Linked DNA regions of Ovis aries: region 2 is linked to region 1. Evidence: chromatin contacts called from public Hi-C data. All regions are on one chromosome and are shown on one strand. Each heading gives the region's core, a stretch centred on a gene start, on an enhancer-like site or on the middle of the called end of the contact. The rest is flanking DNA. Distances are from core to core; before and after follow the strand shown. Region 1 overlaps GSAP (gamma-secretase activating protein). Region 2 holds the start of CCDC146 (coiled-coil domain containing 146).

The links. Hi-C and Micro-C count contacts between places; a contact is called where the count stands out from the background.
Region 2: a contact with region 1 is called in a Hi-C map of hypothalamus, with 8 times the contacts expected there. The contact joins the promoter of CCDC146 here to the enhancer-like site in region 1. A contact is called at or near these places in 8 of 16 Hi-C or Micro-C datasets (hypothalamus, liver, mesenteric adipose tissue and 4 more).

Annotation. Positions count from the first base shown.
Region 1 is chr4:45,376,215-45,380,665 of ARS-UI_Ramb_v3.0, forward strand. It overlaps GSAP (gamma-secretase activating protein), which reads left to right. Exons shown (of 32, transcript XM_042249168.1): 20 at 4,243-4,371. Among named protein-coding and RNA genes, the nearest start is that of GSAP, 65 kb to the left of the region's middle. Within about 2 kb of position 2,632, at least 7 of the 54 cell types and tissues checked have an H3K27ac peak or open chromatin away from gene starts, as enhancers often do. A contact at or near this core is called in hypothalamus, where this site is marked.
Region 2 is chr4:45,542,904-45,547,354 of ARS-UI_Ramb_v3.0, forward strand. CCDC146 (coiled-coil domain containing 146) reads right to left here and starts at 2,359. Exons shown (of 17, transcript XM_060414653.1): 1 at 2,251-2,359. It overlaps FAM185A (family with sequence similarity 185 member A), which reads left to right and starts at 2,667. Exons shown (of 10, transcript XR_006059764.2): 1 at 2,667-3,342.

The DNA.
Region 1 (4,451 bases), core at 1,382-3,881:
GTTTGATGCTTTACCTTTACTAGTTGAGCCCTGGCATGAAGGGTAAAGTTGGCTTCCTCTTCTGTGAAAGAAGATGCTGGTTAATCAGCAGATGTAGGATCAAAGCCAGAAGGCCTTTAAGAAATGAGAAGCAGATATTTTTTTCCTGGTAGTAACTTGCAGATGAGCCAATAAGTACCACAGTGCTTTTTTTTTTTCTTTTTCCTTTCTTGGTACTTCTTTTTTAAAGAGAAAAAAATCAAATTTATTTCCCACATAAGTGGAAAACAGTCTCAATATAACCCTTTAGTCCTTTTTTTCCAATTAATATTAGTTGTGGTGGGCTACATTTGGTAATTATTTCATGTCAACCTAAAAGTCAAATTAAGATTATTTCTCAAGAAGAGACTTGAAATAATTCTCCTTCCTTAAAAATCAAAGTGTAAAACTGTCCGCATAGGGAAATGCTCCTGGGTCATTCCTTAAGGATCTGATGGCTTCTAACACCAGAGTCTTCCAGAAGTAGCTAAACTCATGAGTATTTTCTTACAAAGCATTTGTGTGTATTTGAAAGCATTATAAGCTCTTTTCAAGAAGCTGGCAATGTGCTTCTTAGATTGTCGTGGCTTTTCCTCTCCTGTTGTCCCTGATGAATACGGTGCTTAGTACTCAGCTAGTGCAGTAAATGCTGGCTGACAGAGAGGAGTCTTTCTGTGCTCCCGGGCTGGCGGGTAGGGTGTGATTGTGTAGCTCCCACGCCCTCTTCCCCCCAGACTATGTAACGACAGCTAGCATTTTACCTTGGTGTTTCTTTTACTCTCTGGGTCAAGGAATGTGCTGGTGTTACTTTGGCATTTGAAGACTCTTTGAAGGTTAGATTGAACCTCCTCTCTAACGGTATGTCCTGTTACGTCACAACACAATTGCAAGTCTTCAGGCAGGTGGTTCTTCATCAGCCTTTAAGCCAGAGATGTAGATGAGAACCTTCGAGAGTGGCTAAGAGACTGCCATGACCTGGATGTGCTCAAGCATGTTCTCAGCCCAGGTTGAACACTAGACATGCCTGGGGAATGTCTAAAACTCATGAGGCCCAGGTCACAGCCCACACCAGTAGGAGTCTAGGGAATGGGACCCAGGTGGTTAACTGAGGTTGGCAGTCATACCCTAGGGGCAGATATATTCACTGCAGAGATTGAAGTGCCATGGCTTGTTTTCTCTACTTTTTCTAAAGCTCTGTCTATGGTCTGAATCTTTGCTCATTTTCTGGGAGCTGCACCTGGAACATCCTCTCTTCACTTTTCACTTATGTATCCATTTTCATCTTCTGGGTCTTATCTATTTCCAAGACTTCCAAATGGGCTTCCCTTGTAGCTCAGCTGGTAAAGAATTCACCTGCAGTTCAGGAGACCCCGGTTCGATTCCTGGGTCGGGAAGATCCCCTGGAGAAGGGATAGGTTATCCACTCCAGTATTCTTGGGCTTCCGTGGTGGCTCAGACAGCAAAGAATCCGCCTACAGTGTGGGACACCTGGGTTCGATACTGGCTTGGCAAGATCCCCTGGAGGAGGGCATGGCAACCCACTCCAGTATTCTTGCCTGGAGAATCCCCATGGACAGAGGAGCCTGGCAGGCTACAGTCCGTGGGATCGCAGAGTTGGATATGACTGAGTGACTAAGCACAGACTTCCAAATAGACCTTCCAATTTATAATGATCTTCGTAAATTTTCATAGCTTAAAAAATTGCCTCCTTATCTAGTAGATACCAAGTAGTGACATATGCCATTAACTGTTTGCGCTCTCTCAATATCCATATTGTAACATCCAGCCCAGTGACCTCCTTCAGTCACCTACCCGTATTAAATGCTGCTGCTAAGGCACTTCAGTTGTGTCCGATTCTGTGCGACCCCATAGACGGCAGCCCACCAGGCTCCCCCGTCCCTGGGATTCTCCAGGCAAGAACACTGGAGTGGGTTGCTATTTCCTTCTCCAATGCATGAAAGTGAAAAGTGAAAGTGAAGTCGCTTAGTCGTGTCCGACTCTTCCAGACCGCATGGACTGCAGCGCACCAGGCCCCTCCATCCTGGGAGTTGGAGGCCTGGAGAAGGGTTGCCTTCTCCGACCCATATTAAATAGACCTACAAATATTAAAATATTTCTGGGGCTTTTGGCTACCCTTATTTAAATGTAAGTTATTGTTTTAAAACTTAATGTTCCCTTCTACCTCAGTAGTTTTAACTATTTTAAGCTATGGATTCCTTTGAAATGGATATAAACTGTAGACCTTCATCCCAGAGAAGTGCTCATAAGAACACATACTCTGTTTTACATACAATCATTAGACTCAGGACCGCCTCAAACATGTCCTTGGACTTGTTTTATCTGCCTATTCTCAACTAAGACAAGGTTATGAGGAAAGGGACTTTTTTAATGGGGTGAGGGTGAGAGGAAGGTAGTTTGGGAGCCGCAGTGTGAGTATGAAAATAGGGTCTTCTGACAGAAGGATGCCGTTGGCCTGAGGGGAAGAGGGGCTTGCCCAGGTAGGACATCATCATTCCTTCCTCCCCTGTCTCATCCTGGGCAAGGTTGGGTGGACCGAGCAGTGGGTCTCCAATGCAAAGCAGGCAGAACTAGATGCATAACTGACCACTAGATGGCACCACAACACCAGTTAATTTGCTGGCTTTGGGCACTAGTTGGAGAAGGCGATGGCACCCCACTCCAGTACTCTTGCCTGGAAAACCCCATGGATGGAGGAGCCTGGTTGGCTGCAGTCCATGGGGTCGCAAAGAGTCGGACACGACTAAGCGACTTCACTTTGACTTTTCAGTTTCATGCATTGGAGAAGGAAATGGCAACCCACTCCAGTGTTCTTGCCTGGAGAATCGCAGGGACGGGGGAGCCTGGTGGGCTGCCGTCTGTGGGGTCACACAGAGTCGGACACGACTGAAGTGACTTAGCAGCCGTAGCAGCAGCAGCAGCCTAAACTCAGATGTAGAATAGCTGCAGCAAGAAAAGCTGTAGCGACTTCCTGTCAGGGTCCTCATTCTGTCAGTTGTCTCCAGGGTTTGCTTGCAATATAAGGGAGACAAAATGGTGGGCAAAGATGTATCCACTATCAAGGTATGGACAGGGAAAGAAAAGATAAGAGAGGTAGGGCAGGTGTAGAGTGGGACCTGACTCCTGGTTTCCGATTTCCTCTGGAAATAACAATTTCTTGGACATAGCTCTTCCTGTCTCTGTGAAAATGGGTGTTGGCTGGACAGGCCTTTCAAGCTTCTAAAATAGCAAGTTCGTTTTGTTATGTAACGCACTTTCCTGATACCGGTATCCATTTTAAGCCACTTGTGACTGTGCTTTCAGTAAGAATTTGGGTGATGTGCTATTACTTAACAAAGGGCATTTTTCTTGATGGGGCATTTTTTTAAAGTTCTCTTTTTTTTTCCCTTGTAATACAGCCAAGTCTGTTCCCGCTGTAGGCATTAAGGTCACTTTGTTTCCTGGCCACGCATTGCACCCTTGATCCCAGTCAAATCTTTTATAAATGCATATATTTTGGCAAGATAATAGGTATCATGAATCTGTCTTCATTAATTTGCAAAAACAATTTTTTGTCAGGATATCCTTTAACATTAAAAATATATTACTATAGCATTTTATTTTAAAATGAACATAATGAATATTTTTTGCTTCGGGCTAGTACAGTGATATCAATATGTCAAAAACCTAGAGGGAGATGGTTGCCAGCTAATTCCATTTTGAAGTAATTGACAACTGAGTGTGAAAGGAGTTCACTTCACCATTCTGATTCTTGAGTTTTGAAAAAGACCCTTTGGAAGTAAATAAACTTAACTGGAAAGTAAACCTATACTTCCATGTGATCCAAATCTTGTGACCGTTCTGTCACTGAACAGGGCATTGTTGATATAACCTGAGTCAGAATGGGTCTCTGGGGAGGAAATGACTTGATGTGTTCAAAGCAGGCTTCCCTGCTTAGCCTTCACCCAGGGGGAGTCACACTGGCTTGGGGAAGTGAGCAGCTCTCTCTGTGTGTAAAAGGGGCTTGAAAAGAAAGGGAGGGAGGCAAGCCTCTTTGAGTCTGTTTTAGAATTCCTGTCGGGACAAGACTACCATCCCTTGTGGGAAGTATATGGTCAGAAATGCTGCCTCATGAGAGCTTTGTAGGAAGGCCTGCATGGGCCGTGCTATGTAGTTCAGGCCACAGAACCTGCTTCTCGAGCCCACTGATGTTTTTGTCTCTTACAGGTGCATAGCTTTAAGGGCTACTGGGAAAAACTAAACTCTAACCTGGAATATGTGAAGTACTCCAAGCCACACTTACACTATAACAACAGCATGGTCAGGAGAGAGTGGCACAACCTGATCTCAGAAGAGGTATGTGTGGGTTCCTGAAAGGAGAGCAAGAAGCCCAGCAGGTTAGGTTAGGTGAGGCCCTTATGTCATAAAGCTGGCTT
Region 2 (4,451 bases), core at 1,109-3,608, 170 kb after region 1:
TTGAACAGTCTTCAAAATATAATTTTAAAGTTATTGCATAATATTTCAGATGTTCACAAATTATGTAACACCCTCCTATTTTTGGACATTTAGGTTGCTTCAGTTCTTTATTATCATAAGTAATCCTGTAAAAAAATTCCTTGAATGTAAGTTTTTGTGAATATCCCTAATTTTATGTTTACATTAAGTTCCAAAAAGTACAATTTCTAGGTCGTGGATACACACATTTTTAAGGTGCTTAGAGAAGGCCATGGCACCCCACTCCAGTACTCTCGCCTGGAAAATCCCATGGACAGAGGACCTGGTAGGCTGCAGTCCATAGGGTCACTAAGAGTCGGACACGACTGAGCGACTTCACTTTCACTTTTCACTTTCATGCATTGGAGAAGGAAATGGCAACCCACTCCAGTGTTCTTGCCTAGAGAATCCCAGGGACGGGGGAGCCTGGTGGGCTGCCATCTATGGGGTCGCACAGAGTCGGACACGACTGAAGCGACTTAGCAGCAGCAGCAGCACCATGCATACTGCTAAACTGAACTCTGAAAGTTTTAAGAACATACTCCTACCAGCACTGCATGTTCATGACTGCAGGAATGGCTTTTACAAAACTGACTGTGCAAAAATATTTTACAAGTAAACTCTAAATATGGGGGGAAGTTATATACGACTTTCTATTCATTTCGTAAATAATTTTTTTTTCTCCAAAGGTGTCAGGAAGATAGAAGGACCTTTTAGAAGAGTGGTGAGAGGGTCAGACCTAATTGTTTCTTAATCTTTCAAAACTTGTTTCTTCATCAATAATGTAAGCATAATAACACTTGCCCTGCTAAACACAGAGTGTTTTGTGAGGATACCGTGAGATGATACATGTGAACATGCTCTGAAAACTATAATGTCATAAATGTGGAAGGTAGTACTTTTACTGGTTATTATTGATATGTGGACAGACTTGCTACATGACATCAGACTTATAAAAGGATCACTAACTTTTTAATATCTTATGTTAACCTTAATGTACATAATCTCCATTTTAAAGCTCAGATGATCCAAAAAATAACGGTTTTGGTCCGTTTTATTTATTTGAAAATAGTAAATATGGATCTGAGAGTTGGACTGTGAAGAAAGCTAAGCGCTAAAGAATTGATGCTTTTGAACTGCGGTGTTGGAGAAGACTCTTGAGAGCCCCTTGGACTGCAAGGAGGTCCAGCCAGTCCAACCTAAAGGAGATCAGTCCTGGGTGTTCATTGGAAGGACTGATGTTGAAGCTGAAGCTGCAATATTTTGGCCACCTAATGTGAAGAACTGACTCATTTGAAAAGACCCTGATGCTGGAAAAGATAGAAGGCAGGAGGAGAAGGGGATGACAGAGGATGAGATGGTTGGATGGCATTACCGACTCAATGGACATGACTTTGAGTAAATTCCGGGAGTTGCTGGTGGACAGGGAGGCCTGGTGTGCTGCAGTCCATGGGGTTGCAAAGAATCAGACACAGCTGAGTGACTGAACTGAACAGCTAAGTTGAATGCATTCTCAAGATGCTTAAACCAATGCCTTTCCCAAAGTTATTCCTGTGGGATTTTATTAAAAAGACAGTTTGAAGATCAGTTTGAATAATTATGGCGAAATGAAACACAAAGCCAAGGACAGAAGTAATATGCAGTGGGAACTTGATGAACCTAAAAGCTTGCCCCTATCATGAGTGAACCTTTATAAGGAGGGAGATGGACCAGGACAGAAAGGAGGAAAGGATAACTTAAGAAAAACACTGAATTTTTAAACAGGTAATGGCTTGCAAAGAACTCTGTGACTTGGGCCCCTGAGGACTTTAGCTCAGTTCATTAGGATTTTTAGATATAAAATAAAAATAGTATAAACTTCAACTTAGCCTGTGCACCGGTGTTCACATCCATTATTTCATTTGATCCCTAAAATTAAAAAAAAAAACAAACAAACAAAAAACAAAACCTTTGAGGCCAGACAAGGTATTATTGACCTAATTTTAAGAGCAAGCAGTTTAAACTCAGATACATTCAAAGACTGGCCTGAGGTCTTTTAGAGTCTGAAAGGAGACAGGACGCTAATGCTATTCCTATATTTTACTCTCGAAGAGGGAGTTTCCTTTGACAGCACTAATGAGTCTTTAACCTCTTGCAGAGGTATTCTCCATCCCAGGGTAACCCGAACTAATTTAATGACGCTTGGAGCTAACCACTCACTGAGGGTACTCCTATTTTAAATCACGGTCTCACCTTTAAAAGCGCAGTTTCTTAGCTCTTCTCTTCGTCCTGATTCTTATTTAGGCTCCTATTTTCCCTCAGACGATCTTCCTCCGTCTCACTCCAAAGCTCCACCCTCTTCGGAGAAGTCGCGTCCTCGGTATCCAAGGAAACCAAGCAGCCTGGCCCATCTTTTGCTTTCCTCCCTTTCCATTGGCCAGTGGGTTCCGGTGTAGGTTCCCCCCCTCCCCCCGCCCCCACGTCCCTCCAATGGCTAATGGGCTTGAGGGGAAAGCGCAGGCCTTCCGAGTTCCGTCCAACACCTGCCGTATCTACCCTCAGCATCCTGCGCATTGCCTTCTGGGAAATGTAGTTTCTCAGTTGCCCGAGCCATTCAACATCTGACCACCATTGGAACTACCTATCCCACCGGCCTTTGCGAAAGGGGCGGGAGTAGGCAAGGGGTTCTGGTCAGGATGGATTCTTAGAACTTTAAAATTGCAATTTGCCGCCCAGACCCGTGTAGCTGACGTTTACATTGCTGAATGAAGTGAGCGGTTTTGCTGTTGCTTCAGCAAACCCTCTTATCAAGCGTCTGTCTCCCTTTTGGCTTGGTCAGCACAGCGGCAAGCCGACTGGACTTGGAGAGACTAACCTGAGGCTGAAGTAATCTGTGGGAGAAAGAGGGGCACGCCATGTTCCCCTTCTCGGGACGGGGGCTGGGCTGCCTCCGGCTCTGTCTGCTCAGAGTGTGGGCCGGCGAGGCCACCGGGCGCTGGGCCTGTGGGACATGTCAGTCCCGGCTGTACGGCTCAGGTGGGTCCCAGCCCGAGGTCTCTAGGTCTGACCCTGCGCGCGGGACTCTGAAGGAGTGGGCGCTGCTGGTGAGCCCTTTCGGCCGTCTGCGGGCGCGGCTCCCATGCCACCTGACTGTGAGGCCCCTGGACCCCCTCACCTACCCAGACGGCGACCGCGTGCTGGTCACAGTGAGCGGAGTGGAGGGCGGGGCGCGGGCCCTGGCCGGCCTGCAGGTGAACTACGACGAGGCGCAGAAGGAGGTGACCATCGTGGCTGATGTCATCGACCACCGGGCGTCCGTGGAAGTGAACGCGCCCCTGAAGTTTGGCAAGTGATTGTAAAACGGGTTTGGGTCCCGGGGCACACCCTGTGAACTTCTGAAATTAGGCCGACGTGCATTTTTAATTTGTCCCTTTGGATCTGACTTTTCAACGTAATTTACTCTTGACCCCTTCAGAAGCTATGTCTTTTTTTTTTTTTTTCTGTTCTGCTTTAGGTTTCTGAGTAGCAGTTAGGAATTAAGTTTTCAGTTATAGCAATTTTATAAATCTAGTAGAAACATGATTTGGAATAACCTAAGCCACATAACATCTTTTTTTGTCGTATCCTCCTTTGACACTTTGTTCCTATTTGTGTTACTGCACTTTGTCCATTACAAAGTGTTTTATTTTTCAGGGTTAACGTATCTTGATAATCCACTCAGTGGCATGGCAGGCGGTCCACATTTCCACTTGCTCATGGCCTGCGGTCTGTTCCCCAAACAGCCTTGCCTATAGTATGTTTCGTATAGTCTGGACCAAGTGTTTGGTTTCTAATAGGCACCCAGCTTCTTACTGAAAACGTCAGCTTTCATTTTGGCCTAAGTAAATTTTGCAGAGTACATCATGAGAAACGCTGGACTAGAAGAAACACAAGCTGGAATCAAGATTGCTGGGAGAAATATCAATCACCTCAGATATGCAGATGACACCACCCTTATGGCAGAAAGTGAAGAGGAACTAAAAAGCCTCTTGATGAAAGTGAAAGAGGAGAGTGAAAAAGTTGGCTTAAAGCTCAACTTTCAGAAAACGAAGATCATGGCATCTGGTCTCATCACTTCATGGGAAATAGATGGGGAAACAGTGGAAACACTGTCAGACTTTATTTTGGGGGGGCTCCAAAATCACTATAGATAGTGACTGCAGCCATGAAATTAAAAGACACTTACTCCTTGGAAGAAAAGTTATGACCAACCTAGATAGCATATTCAAAAGCAGAGACATTACTTTGCCGACTAAGGTCCATCTAGTCAAGGCTATGGTTTTTCCTGTGGTCATGTATGGATGTGAGAGTTGGACTGTGAAGAAGGCTGAGCGCCCAAGAATTGATGCTTTTGAACTGTGGTGTTGGAGAAGACCCTTGAGGGTCCCTTGGACTGCAAGGAGATCCAACCAGTC